Regions from separate parts of the Mus musculus genome. Here all the other regions are linked to region 2. A link is a contact called in public promoter capture Hi-C data. All regions are on one chromosome and are shown on one strand. Each heading gives the region's core, a stretch centred on a gene start, on an enhancer-like site or on the middle of the called end of the contact. The rest is flanking DNA. Distances are from core to core; before and after follow the strand shown.

Region 1 (3,134 bases), core at 151-2,650, 1.0 Mb after region 2:
TGTGTTTGTGTGCGCGCGCGCACGCACAAGAGGAGCCACTGAGAACAGAGGCATCAAAGCGGATAAGGTCCTTTCCCTTCATTGAGGCTGAGGGGGGCTCCTTCAGTATCTGCTCTGGCCCCATCCCAGTCTTGCTCAAGGTAAACATTTATCTTATGATCAAGGGGACCAGTGACCTGACAGTGGGTATTGTATCTCGAGATACAATATACGTATGTGTCCATGTGTGCGTATATGTATCTCCAGATACAATATACGTATGTATCCATGTGTGTGTATATGTATCTCCAGATACAATATAGGTATGTGTCCATGTGTGTGTATATGTATCTCCAGATACAATATAGGTATGTGTCCATGTGTATGTGTGTGTATATGTATATTCAGATAAGCAAGTTGTGAAAACCCTGCAACAGTACAATTTCCTATTGGAAAATGAATAACAAAATAGTGTATACTTAAGGGGAAATAAGAAAAATTCTTAGGCTCTGTATATTTCTATAACACCTTCATGCTTCATTCCGCATGACCAGGGGTGTGGAGATGCACACCTGGAATCCCAGTATTGGACATGTGGAGGCCAGAGGATTGGGTGTTTAGGGCTAACTTCGGCTACATAGCAGGTTCAAAGTCAGGCTGGGTTAGATGAGACGATATTCTCCTAACCCCAATAGAAACAGATAGTTTCTAAGAACAGGGGGTACCACTTATGTCCAGCCTCTTCTTTTCCATTTTTCCAAAACAGCCAGTGTATGCCTCTGTGTGAGGCATCTTTTGTATCATAAAAGATAATTAATTATTAAAGAGTGTGCATCATCAATTATTAAATCCTGTCAGGTAAGTTTAAATTTAGTTTGAAGACTGTAGATGAAAGTGTTGTCCCCCAACTTTGCACGTGTAACTCGGGTGTCACTCTAGGAAGAAAGGGGAGAAGGAAATGGTGTGATTTTGGCTTGTTTCTGCGACTGTGTGATGCTTAGCCCCGAGCCACCACCTGTTTGTGATAAAGACAGCGCTTTCAATATCTTCTAGTTTTGGAAAACGAGTCGCCGATACTGTGAGAAAAGGAGGCTGAGCCACAACACGAAGACACATTTCCAGGATGCTGACAGAAAGAGGAGGGAGAGAGTAACCAAGGTGGCTTCCCAAAGGAGGCGTCCTGGAGCAAGGCCAGGAAGAGGTTGGTTTGGGAAAGGGCAGCAGACAGAGGGCAGGACCACAGAGGACCCGGCTTGAGTGAGCCAGGCTACCCCATCATGCTTTTTCTGAAACAGGCTGGGGTCCCCGCCCCTGCGGTGGCCCTGAGCTCTGGGGAAGCCCAACCTACTTCAGTTTTGGACTCTGCCCAGGAATTTCCACAGAAGTGAACAGGCCAAAGCCCAAGCAGGTTGGACCCAGCCCTCCCACAGCAACCTGTGCTTCAGTCAGTCAGTTCTTAACAGTCAATCCCTCCTGACGCTGCCTTCTCACTACAAATCTGTGAGTAGTGTGGGCTCCTCTCCTCTCCGTACAGCAGTGAATGCGAGTGCCCAGGTAGCAGGCATCCCCCAGCCCTGGCTGCATGCTCCACATGCCCTCTGAGGGTCTGTGTCTGGGGAAGATCTGCTTAGCCAGCTGCTGTTGAGTAGGGAAGGCCTAAGGTGTGGGCAAGAGAGGGACCGCAGTGGGGAAACGGGAGTTTGGGCTCTCATTTGCAGGTGAGCTAACATCTAAAAGCAGCTTCACTGAGAATGAGGAATGTTCGGTTTTGAGTGGAACAGTCCTGGGTAGCGCTGGCTTCAAGATGGATGAAATGAGCACTTCCTCCCCTGCCAATGATTTTCACCGGTTGTAGGAAGTAAAGATAACTAAGGGCTCTTTTCTGAGCCGTGCCCACACCAGTGCCTACGCCATCCCCTCTTTCCCTTCCTGGTGACTGGTGACTAAGGGACAGTTCACTGTTGGAGCTTACAAGGACTTGCATCTCCCAGGATCAGGAGAGAGGGCAGAAAGGGTGTCTCTCCCACTCTCCCCTTCTCTCTCCCTCTCCCTTTCCCCTCCCCCTCGCCCTCCCTCTCTGGTTCCTTTTCTCTCTCCTGGCCCTCCTTTCGGCTGTGGACCCTCTGTGACATCTTTGTCTTTCAGCTGAAGAGCCTAGCACATGGCAGACGACACACCGAGGCAACGAGAGTCCATTTCCCTCACACCTGTGGCCCATGGCCTGGAGAACATGGGGGCCGAGTTCCTGGAAATAATGGTCTGTCCTCTTCCCCTATAGCACCTCCTCAGCCTGACTGGCATCTCACAGGGGTGTGGGGTGGTGTGGGGCTCAGCTTGATTGGCATCTCACTAGGTGGGGTGGCTCAGTTTGACTAGCAGCTCATAGTGGGAGGGCCCCTCAGCTTGACTGGCAGCTATGGGCTGGGGGACTGTGTGTTTCACTCTGTGCTCTGAGCTCTGCTTGTGTAGTACCTCCCCAGCACAAAGCACCCCCTTTATTTCACCCCTTAAACATGTTCTGAGTACCCACTGTGTGATGTACCCACTGTGTGCTGTCAGCAAAGGTCCCAGGAGGGAAGAACATCTGGTCTACAAGATGAGAGGGGAAGCAGATGATGGGGTGGGGTGTCCTTGGCATTTAAAGAACTTGCCATCTTGTCTTGGCTCCCCAAAGGCCAAGCAGAGGACTGAAAAGCTTGACATGATACCTTCTGCCCTCCCTCCCTTCCCTAACAAGGCTCCCTCTTCTTTACCAAGTGCCCCCTAGCCCCCTACTTGGACAGTGCAGTAAGAAGTGCCCTGGAGTCATGCAGTGGGGCGGGCCTGCCTGGGATCTTCCTTAAGGGTTTCCTTCGGGTCTCCAGGAAGCCAGAGTGAAATGCTGAGGCAGGATATGTCTGTACATAGTAGATGCTCAATGCATGCATTGAAGAATTTAATTAAGAGGCACCCCATTTCCCATGCAGCAGTCCAGTCTCTATCTCAGTCTTCTCATGAGGTGCTTGTGTGTGCATGGGGCTGCCAGGGTCTTCCTTATCTCCGTGCTCTTCAGCCATAGTTGTCCCTTGGTGGGAAGGCTGACCCTGACTGCTCCCTGTCGGCTTTAGGAGGAAGGCCAGCTCCCACACAGGCACTCAAGCCTGCCAGAGGGTGGA
Region 2 (3,564 bases), core at 749-3,248:
TGGAGAGGCCGAATCTCTTCCCAAGGTCCTAGAGGGGCCAGCAAGCGGCTGCTGGAAGTTGCAAGTGGGAACCAAGGGACAGCAAAGACATTGGATGTTGTTGGTTGGTTGGTTGGTTTGGTTTTAATCACCTCCCCACTTGGAGACCTTCAGAAAGGACCTTCCACTGGCTGCTTTTTAAAATGTGTATCCAGATTAGGGGTGGGGGTGTGTGGCTCATGCCTTTAATCCGAGCACTTGGGAGGCAGAAACAAGTGGATCTCGGAGCTTGGACCAGTCTGGTCTGCACAGCGAGTTCCAGGACAGCCAGGACAAAATGGAGACCCTGGCCTCAAAAAACCAAAATAAATAAACAAAATGAGTATCCAAATTCAGGATCCCAAAGTAGCCTTATTTTCTTGTTAGTGCAGTTTCTTAAGGTAGTTTTGTTAGTTAGTTAGTTAGTTAGTTAGTTAGTTAGTTAGTTAGTTTTGGTATTACCATTTTACCAGACTCCTCAAAAGAGAGAAAAGATGAAAAAGAGGAAAACCACTGAGTGCCTTTAACTTCTACCATATTTTGCTGCAAAGCTGCCATATGTGGGTCTTGAAGGCCTGAGGCACTTGATGGGGCTTCAGAGGTTAGAGGCAGATCCCAAGAACACAAAAACATGTATGTCCCTTTCTCCTTGGCAAAGGGGAGTGTCAAGGGCCCCGCCCTCTCCCTCCTCCTGGCCCCCAGCTTCGGTCAGCTGCTCCCACGGTGAGTTAACGATTACCACTCTAGCCAGAACAAACCCCATAGCCAAACCCACCCCCTCTTCCTCATTCCTCTGGCTAACCCCAAGGGGTTTTGAGCCAGGTCAGGATAGAATTTCCGTGGCAACAGGCATCAAAAGAGGCCACCAAGTGCTCTACATTGTTCCGTGCCTTTTGTAGCAAGGCGCTGAGTAGCAAGGGTATGAAAGATGCCCACATGCCAGGTTGGGCAATCTGTTAGTAATGGAGACTCTAAAACCCTGATTATTTTGTCCGGAGTTGCGCCTTCACGTCTAAGAAGTAAGCTGAAGGCAACGCAGAGATCTCATGGGAACGACTGACTGCAGAAAAATGACAATATGCGTGCAGTGCCAGGTCTCCACAGCTTGTATGCCAGGCAGGACCCACTCACATGCAGCAGCTCGTGGTTGGCCCAGCAAGGGGCCAGGAGAGGGCCCAGACTGAGCGTCCTGCGCAGCGAAGGGTGGGGGAGTGGCAGAGAAACAAAAGCGGGAAAAATGGAAGGACATTCCTCCAGCTGTCGAGTAAAGGTTCCAAAAATAGCTGACGTGGGCCTGTTGGAGAGGAGGGACCAGAGTACGCAGGGATTGGAGAGAAGGGGAAGTGGAGGCCTCTCCTCCTCGCCTTTGTCTGAGCCGGGAGCGCGAGGTGACCCTCCTCTGCCTAGGGCTGCAGCAGGCCGCTCCAGCCCCTCTTGGTCGCTTGTCCCCTCCAAAGGCCCAAGGCAGTCATGATACCCCACCCTGGGTCCAGGTACCTCTGGAAATGCTCCCCCGGAATACCTGGAGAACCCCAGCCCTGATAGGACCCAGCAATCCCGCCCCAGGCCACCAGCTGCCACTATCCCCTGGGTCCCCACCCCTGCGCCTGCAGCGGCCCAGGCGCGCGGGGCGCGGGAGCTCGGTGTAAGGCCACCTCCCGGCCCTTTGTAACCCGCACGCCGCTGTTCCCCGACCGCCGGCGTGTCGCGAGTGGCACTCCAGGGTCCCCCTCCCGGGACGTCGCCACGTCGCAGCGCTGCACGCGAGCCCGCCCCCCGGTGCGACACTCACAGTGGCGCCGCGGCTGCTCCGGCCAGCTGGGGACAGTCAGTGCTGCCGGTGCCCAGGTCCGCGCTGAGCCCGAGGCTCTGCAGAGCGAGCTCACAGCCCGCAGGTAGCCGGCCATCCCGAGCACGCGAGGTCCGAGCACGCCGCTGCACCGGGCTGTGCGGTGGGGACTCTAGGCTGGCCCTGGTGGCTGGGACCCAACCGGGGCGGAGCTGCAGAACCTGCCGCCCCATTGGGTCTCACCCGGGAGAAGGCGGGTCCACGCCAGGGCAGGAGCCTGCTCGACACCCTTGGGCCTGTTCCAGAGCTCAGGCGGCCCCAGTGCTGAGCCCGCGCTTTCTGGGAGCCTCCATATATCCTCAAAGCATCAGGTACCGGGGAGACCCATCGGGCCGCGGGGGCTCACGGCTGCAAGACTCCCCGCTTCCGTTAGAATGTCAGCTGCAGACACGTCGCCTTAGTCCCCTGCGTCCTTTGCGTTTAGCTGACCGACGGACCTGAGGCGCTTTCATCAAGACAATGACAAGCTTTGCCGTCTTGAACCTAGACCATGGCAACTTGGGTCTCCCCCAGGTAGCGTCCAGTTGGGTGGACTAACCAGGATCGAGAGTTGAAATGCCAAGTACGGTGGAGGCAAGAGGATGAGAAGTTAGGCTACATACCAAGTTCTAGACCAGCCTGGGCTATATGAGACGCTGCGGGGCGGGGCGGGGGGGGGGGCGGCTGGAAATCCTCCTTCTGCTCCTGACTAGGCCAAACTCCTAGCCCCAAAGTCCTTCATCATGGCCGACTCTGTCTCTTCTGGACATAAGAGTGCCTGCCAGGAGACTTCTGTGACATTTGTGTGTAAAGGTTTGAGGTATGTTCATCCTTCAATAGTACAACCACTGCCCAAGTTAATTATATTCTATGCTAGTAGTTATGTAGCCCTGAAGGAAAGCCCATGTCTCCTATATCCTAGGCAAAGGTCCATCCACAACCCAGCCCAACAGCTCCTAGTTTACCTGTTTGCGTGGGGAAACAAACAGAAACATACAAGCTAAATCCATCACTGTTCATTTTCTTGAAGTAGGGGTCACTGAAGTCTGGGTTTTGTGTATCAAATATCACAAATCCACCCCAGCTCTCCCAGTCACACCAACTCACTCCAGATGAGAGCAACCTTTCTGCCCTGTGCTCCCAGCTTCCCAACCCAGCTTCACAGTGTTGTCAGGTGGAGCTATGCCAGGAAAGTGGCCTTGAACTGCCAACATCAAAGCTTCCCTCCTGGAGTCTCAATCCATCCGAGTCACAGATTTGGTTCTGGGATCCAGTACAGAGAGTATATGCAAAGGAGAGACATCTGGGTCCCTCCAGGGACTGAGGAAAGGAATAGGAAAGTCTGGCCTGGGGCAGCATGTTCCAGAACAGTCTGAGAGCCCTTCTACGAGATTCCCAGTTCTCTTGTGTAAACACCGGTAAAGACCACAGAGGTTGTTGACTTGGGCTTTCATGCCATCCTGGAAATACCAGACCCCTGGACTCCAGGATCCACACGTGCAAGGTCGGAGAACAGACTTCCTATGCATCTTTCTAGACCAGTTAGAGTATGGATGAAGGTCAGCTACCTGCACTGCCTCTGTGATTGCTGCTGAAGCACAAGGGGCTTCTACATAGCAGACTCCGTCTCAGAGTTCTGCCAAGTCACTACCCAGCCTCAGTGTCTGCGGGCGGACCAAGGCAGAAGTCTTCATGTTTCTAGAACCATCCCAGGCAAA
Region 3 (3,315 bases), core at 189-2,688, 720 kb after region 2:
CCACAGCTCAGGCCGGGCTCTGGCAGTGGGCGAGGCGCTGGGGCAGTTATGTCCAGTAGTTATGTCCTTTGTGGTTGTGCCCATATTTTCTTGGATACCTTGGAGGGTCACTGTTAGGATTTGGGAGTCTCTGTCTGTCGTGGTAAGTTTAAACATACTAAATGCCACATTCAGGAGATCTCTGACTGGTTTGAGGGCTAGTACCTACCTGTTTTTAGTTATCTGCTCTAAACTATACCTTGAAAATATAAAACAGAAGACTAAATAAAGCTTAATCTTGAAATTAACTGCATCAGTTCTTAGCATGGCTTCTTATATATTTCTGAACAGATTAAATTATTTGATCATTTACAAGGATACTGGTTATCTATCTCTGTTATGTTTGAGCCTTAAAAGTCAGTTTTGAATTGAAGCTCTTCTAATATCAAAATAAAACTTTTTAACCCCAAAAACATACTCCATAAAGAGACTACCACCCTTTCTGACCTTTATCTGGTATATCATTATAGAGCATAACAGTTTCCCGTGTGATTAGGTTTAAGCCGAAGGCAGTGTCAGCACAGGAAAGGGGTTAACAAGATGGGAAAATGGCAAGAACCTTGATTGGCTGAGGAAGCTGTTATTGGCACGTTGGGCTGACAGGAAGGGCTTGCTGGAGCCTTGCCAGGGCTCAAGCAAGCTGAAAGGAAGTGGTGGTGGGGGCGGAATTTCAAGAGCCAGTGATTCTTAACCTTTGTTAATGCTGTAAACTTCTAAAAAAAAAGGGGGGGGGGATTGCAACCCTATAGGAGGAACAACAATATCAACCAACCAGATCCCCCAGAGCTCCCAGGGACTAAGCCACCAACCAAGGAGTACACATGGCTCCAGCTGCATATGTAGCAGAGGATGGCCTTATCTGGCATCAATGGAAGGAGATGCCCTTGGTCCTGTGAAGGCTTGATGACCCAGTGTTGGGGAATGCCAGGGCGATGAGGAGGGGTTGGGTTGGTGGGTGGGGGAGCATTCTTATAAAAGCAGAGGGAAGGGGGCATGGGATAGGGGGTTTGTGGAGGGGAAACCAGGAAAGGGGATAACATTTGAAATGCAAATAAATAAAATATAGAATTTAAAAAATCCTTAATTTTTATTCCTGGTATCATTACCATAATTTATAGAGCAATATGTACGTTATAAATTATAAATTATAAACCAATATTTTATAAACAAGACATGCAGAACACAGTAAACGTTTAAGAGCAGTCAGAAATAAAGGTGTAGTGGCAAATGTTATTTATATATTTAAAGCAGACAAAAATCTTAATTTCAAGGGATGAGCGCCTTGCCACCTGTTGATCCAACTCTCGTGGGCACTGAGGTTTTGTAGCAGAGAAGCTGAGAGGCAGCTGGTGCTCCTTTAAGAGCAGCTTGCACCAATCACACAGCCCCTGGCTTGCTGTCGGCTTGATCCGGGAAGGAGGCGGGGCTTCTCCACCAGCGCCAGACTCCCTGCTGCAGGTGCAGGGCTCCAAGGGCAGCGCCAGTTCATCCGTTTCTGTTGTCTCAATGCAGCTGCTTCTTTCTAAATACAAAAACACTGTTTTATGAGTTATTAAATATTACTTTCTTATTTAAGTTAGCCTGATTGGTTATATAAGTTTTTTTTATAAGTTTTTTTTTTTAAGATTTATTTATTTATTATATGTAAGTACACTGTAGCTGTCTTCAGACGCACCAGAAGAGGGCATCAGATCTCATTACGGGTGGTTGTGAGCCACCATGTGGTTGCTGGGATTTGAACTCCAGACCTTCGGAAGAGCAGTCGGGTGCTCTTACCCACTGAGCCATCTCACCAGCCCCGCCTGATTGGCTATGATCAAGCACTGGACATTTAAAAATTTCCACCTAAGCTTGGCATAGCGGCATACATCTGTAATTCCGGTATTTGCAAGAGGATTAGGAGTTCATACGCATACTCAAGTACATAGGAGTTCAGGCTAACCTGGGCTAGTGAAACTTAGTTTGGGGGTGAGGGGAGACTAAGAGATAGCTCTGTGGGTAAAGTACTTGCTATACAAGCTTTGGGACCCGAGTTCACACCACTAGCTCTCAGAAAAGGCTCAGCAGGAAAAGTGGCATGGGCGTGGCTACGCATGGGCGTGGCGGTGCATACTTTTGATCCCAGCACACAGGAGGCTACCTGGTCGACATAGTTGAGTTCCAGGATAGCTAGGGATCTATAGAGAAAAAGCCTGTCTCAAAAAACAAACAAAGAAACAAACAAAGAAAAAAAAAAAACATACATCTTCAATCCCAGTACTGGAAAGAGAAGCAGAGAGCAGAGACAGGAGGGACCACCTGAATGAAACACCATGATCAAAAAGCAAGTTGGGAAGGAAAAAGTTTATTTAGCTTATACTTCAACATTACTGTTCATCACCAAAGGAAGTCAGGATAGGAAGGAACTTAAGCAGGCCTGGAACCTGGAGGCAGAAGCTGATGCAGAGGCGGGAGTTGGGGGGGGGGGGTGTTGGGGGGGCTGGAGGGTTGGGGGGGCGTAGGGTGTGTGTGTGTGGGGGGGTGCTGTTAACTGGCTTGTCCTAGCAATATCAGCCAGCTTTCTTATAAAACCCAGGACTACCAGCCCAGGGATAAAACCACCTACAATGGACAGGCTCTCCTGCTTCAATCGCTAATTAAGAAAACATCTTAGGGGGCTGGAGAGATGGCTCAGCCGTTAAGAGCACTGACTGCTCTTCCAGAGGTCCTGAGTTCTATTCCCAGCAACCACATGGTGGCTCACAACCATCTGTAATGGGATCCAATGTCCTCTTCTGCTGTGTCTGACAGCTACAGTGTACTCATATAAATAAAATAAATACATCTTTCCAAAAAAAAAAAAAAAAGAAGAAGAAGAAGAAAACATCTTGGTCTTTGAGAAGTATTTTCTCTATTGAGGTTTCTTCCTTTCAGATGACTCTAGCTTGTGCCAAGTTGACATAAAACTAGCCAAGGACACCATTTATGTTTATATACACAAACACATTTATATACATAAATTTAGGAATATTTTCTAGTTTAAATTCCTTTGAATAGACACATTAATTTTAAGTTAATTTTAAGAATTATTTATTAATTTTATTCATTGAGAGATTTCAGATAATTCATATAAAAGTGAACAAATTTAGAAACAATAATTTATTTTCATTTTTACTATTAATAAAAATAGAACAATTAGTTTAAATTCCTTTTAACTTGAGCCACTTCCGATGTGAATAACTTGGAAATTAATTAATTTCTCCTTTTTTAAAATTAGATATTTTCTTTTATTACATT
Region 4 (3,102 bases), core at 27-2,526, 840 kb before region 2:
GGAGGACTCATTATGTAGCTTCAAAGTAAAGCAATCCTCCTGCCTCAGCTTCCTGCTGGAATAACAAACAGGAGACCGGTGCTGGCTCCTCCTCCTTGAGTTGGCTCATGCTTTCCTTGTCGGGGTCCGGAAATGTATTAAGAGAAAATTTAACATTGCTTCAAATCTAAATTCCTTCCTCTGGCTATGTGTTCCTTCTGTCTCCTGCCTCTTCTCTTGGAGCCACACTGCGTGCCTTGGCAGTGTGTCGGTGGCTGCCTCACTGGAGCTCCCTTTCGGGTTGTCAGTATTCTCTCCATCAGGCACGTGCCGTTGCGAACAGAGCCTCAGGTTCACAGAATGGTAGAACCCAGTCTAGGTGCATGGATGGAGAGGGTGAGTGATGAATAGCTAGTCTTGATAAACGCCCGTGGAACACCACGCACTGTACTGATCTTCTATCAGCAACCAGCACTTACCAAATATAGTCAGTGAGAACTCTAAAAGGCTAAAAGGCACGGCCAAGACTGCAGTCTGACTTCAAAGGTCACTTCTTCCAAGTGGCCTCCAACCACAAGGGCTGGTTAAAAGCTGAAAGATCATAGGGACTGTAACAGGTCCATAAAGTCCTGCATGTTCCCACCCACTTCCCTAGCTGAAAGAGGTCAAAGGCTGCTGCCTCCACCTCTTTGTCGCCTCCACCTCTTGCTTTCTGGTTTAGTGACTCACCACCTCTGCTCTACTAAGTTAGGACTCCACACTTCAAACACCTACGTCCTGAGCTACAGGTTCATCTTCCTGGGCACACCAGTGCTGAGAACCCCACGGCTGGGCTATCTCTTTCCCCAGTTCATCTCTATAAGACTCCGGACCTTTCTGCCCCAGAACTCAGAAAGCCATCACAATAGGCCCTCTCCTCTACTCCGTATCATCAACCATCAAACATAACCCATCCTTTAGCCGGCTCCCCTTATCCCGCCCCTCGGGGAGGACCTTACCCAATAGCATCTAGGCCCACTGGCTAAAGACATCAAAAGTAACCAATTATAGGAGAATTGCCCGCTAAGAATCTCCGCCTCCACCTTGAGGAGCAGTCCTACTGACCAATGGGCCACCATATAGACGCAACAAGCGCGATGAACAAATAGAGTGGCGGCTGGGTGATCCAATGGACACTGGGAGAGCCTTGCTTGGGGGCGTAGCAGAGGCGGTCGTCAGGGGCGTGGCGGCAGTTGCCTGGGCGGGGCCGGTAGCGGCGGGAGCTGCGCTGGCCAGGGGTTCCGGCTGTATTTCTATGAGCGCAGCCGGCAGCTGCGGAGCTGCGGGAACCGGACTCCGGGCGGGTTGGACTGCTGGAGTCAATGAGAGAAGGTAAGACCTCGGCTGGGCGAGTTCCACCAAACAGGGATCGCGCCTTGGATGCGTCGGGCCAGAACCCCGAGTTACCCGGTCCCCAGCGTGGCTCGGCCCATCGCGCCGCAGCTTGAGTGCTCCGGATCCGTGGGGACTGTTTGGGGGACTGTCACCTGGCACTGCGGGGATCTAGAGGGCCAGCTTGTCTGATGACGGGGCAGCCCAACCCATTGGTGGGATACGCCTTCCTAAAGGTCCTTTGTCCTCTCCTGCTCGAGGAACCGAGGTTGGGGACAAGGCCGACGGAGGCCTCCTGGCTGCCATCCCTCGCTCTGATCAATGCTGAAGTCTTGGTCCTGGGGGAGGTATCTGGCCGGCCAGACTCAGGGTAGAGAGTGCAGGATGCTGGAAACCTGAAAGGGCCTGACTACAAGCCCTTTCGATGGGCCGATGCATTTTGGGATCCCGGGGCTCACCTACGACCGATGGGTTCAAGTTGTAGGGAAGCAATTTTTGACCTACTTGGAGGCGCACTTTATTGAGCTTGTGGGGCAACTGTTCTAGGTGCTTCGTGGGCTTTCCCCACAAGATCTGTCCAGCAGCGCCCCGGGCTGCCTGCCAGGCCGAGCAGCCAGAGCATCGACCTTGGAAGTGCCTAGCCAGAGGCCAGATGATAGCCACCTGTCTGGGATGCTTAGGAAGGGGAGAATTGTATGAGCCATCTGTGAGGCCCTTCTCCATCCACCCATGCACTCTGAACAACATTTATTGACTGTATCGAGGATGGGACTTACCGGAGTTGGCTAGATTCCAAGGGGATGTTGAATACACCCATAATGATCTTTTTTGAGGTCTTAGCTCTCAAATGCATGTGTGCATGCCTGCGTACAAATGGAATAGATTATATTGAATGCTGAGTTAATCAAGTGGTTCACCTTAAGTGCGCAGTTGGGGGTTCCACTTTCTGGTTCCTCTTTTGTGGTGCCCTCACCTCCAGCTGGTCAAGTTTTACCTGGCCCAGAGGCAGGTTCCAAGAACAGGCTTGGGAGAGATTGCAGGATTGGCAGAGTCAACATGATCTGTGCCCAGAGCTTTTCAAGGACCATTGGGTTACAGTCACACTAAGCAGAATGCATTTCCCCTCCTCACTGCCTCCCCTCATTTGCTTGACTAGGAAGGACATAATCCTCTGAAGGTCGGGAAGCAGAAGAAATAATTATAACCCGCTTTACCCAGGTGAAGATAAATGAAGCTTTGTCCGGGTAGGCAGCCAAAAGCAGCTCAGTCCACGCTGCTGGCGGTCAGCATGATATTTAGAAGCCAAAAGGCTGATGCTCATCTAACTCTTCCCCCTTATTGTACGGATGAAGAAACCTAAGGCCTGGGGTAGTCACAGCTGGCTGGTCATCACAGGGTCAGGACTAAGAGTTGTTCCATCCCTTGAACCCTAGGTCTAGGCAGGACATGATTTGAATTCTACTTCCGGCAGAGTTCTCATTCTTGAAGTTCTAGATGAGTCCAGAGGGGGTAGAAGCTCAGACTTTGGCATCTAAGTGCTTGGGTTTAAATCTTCGTTCTGCCTCTTCCTAGCTGTGTGACTTGGGGCAAGTTATCCAACTTCTCTGTATCAGTTTCCTGGCCAGTAAGGCAAGGAATGATGCTGGTACTTTGGTTAAAAGATTAGAGAAATATGCGCTATTGGGACCACTAGAACAGTGCCTGGCGTATGGTCACCATAACAGGTTTGCTAAATAGCGTGTGGTCGCCTTT

The links. Promoter capture Hi-C pulls out the DNA fragments that hold promoters and counts their contacts.
Region 1: a promoter capture Hi-C map of liver shows a contact between it and region 2, with 4 times the contacts expected there. The contact joins the promoter of Slc28a1 here to the promoter of Idh2 in region 2. A contact is called at or near these places in 2 of 39 promoter capture datasets (both in liver) and 1 of 9 other capture datasets (liver).
Region 3: a contact with region 2 is called in a promoter capture Hi-C map of pre-B cells, with 4 times the contacts expected there. The contact joins the enhancer-like site here to the promoter of Idh2 in region 2. A contact is called at or near these places in 2 of 39 promoter capture datasets (liver and pre-B cells), 3 of 115 datasets of contacts at active chromatin or transcription factors (embryonic stem cells, memory CD8 T cells and pancreatic cancer cells) and 1 of 9 other capture datasets (adipose tissue).
Region 4: a contact with region 2 is called in a promoter capture Hi-C map of liver, with 3 times the contacts expected there. The contact joins the promoter of Abhd2 here to the promoter of Idh2 in region 2. A contact is called at or near these places in 2 of 39 promoter capture datasets (fetal liver and liver), 2 of 115 datasets of contacts at active chromatin or transcription factors (memory CD8 T cells and pancreatic cancer cells) and 1 of 9 other capture datasets (pancreatic islet).

Annotation. Positions count from the first base shown.
Region 1 is chr7:81,113,399-81,116,532 of GRCm38.p6, forward strand. It overlaps Slc28a1 (solute carrier family 28 (sodium-coupled nucleoside transporter), member 1), which reads left to right and starts at 1,401. Exons shown (of 18, transcript NM_001004184.3): 1 at 1,401-1,479; 2 at 2,125-2,236; 3 at 3,087-3,134. The coding sequence starts at 2,141.
Region 2 is chr7:80,113,352-80,116,915 of GRCm38.p6, forward strand. It overlaps Idh2 (isocitrate dehydrogenase 2 (NADP+), mitochondrial), which reads right to left and starts at 1,999. Exons shown (of 11, transcript NM_173011.2): 1 at 1,811-1,999. The coding sequence starts at 1,925.
Region 3 is chr7:80,831,738-80,835,052 of GRCm38.p6, forward strand. No RefSeq gene overlaps it. Among named protein-coding and RNA genes, the nearest start is that of Zscan2, 28 kb to the right of the region's middle. Within about 2 kb of position 1,439, at least 161 of the 459 cell types and tissues checked have an H3K27ac peak or open chromatin away from gene starts, as enhancers often do. A contact at or near this core is called in memory CD8 T cells, pancreatic cancer cells and pre-B cells, where this site is marked.
Region 4 is chr7:79,271,990-79,275,091 of GRCm38.p6, forward strand. Abhd2 (abhydrolase domain containing 2) reads left to right here and starts at 1,277. Exons shown (of 11, transcript NM_018811.6): 1 at 1,277-1,350. Gm31510 (predicted gene, 31510) reads right to left here and starts at 1,040. Exons shown (of 2, transcript NR_169073.1): 1 at 978-1,040.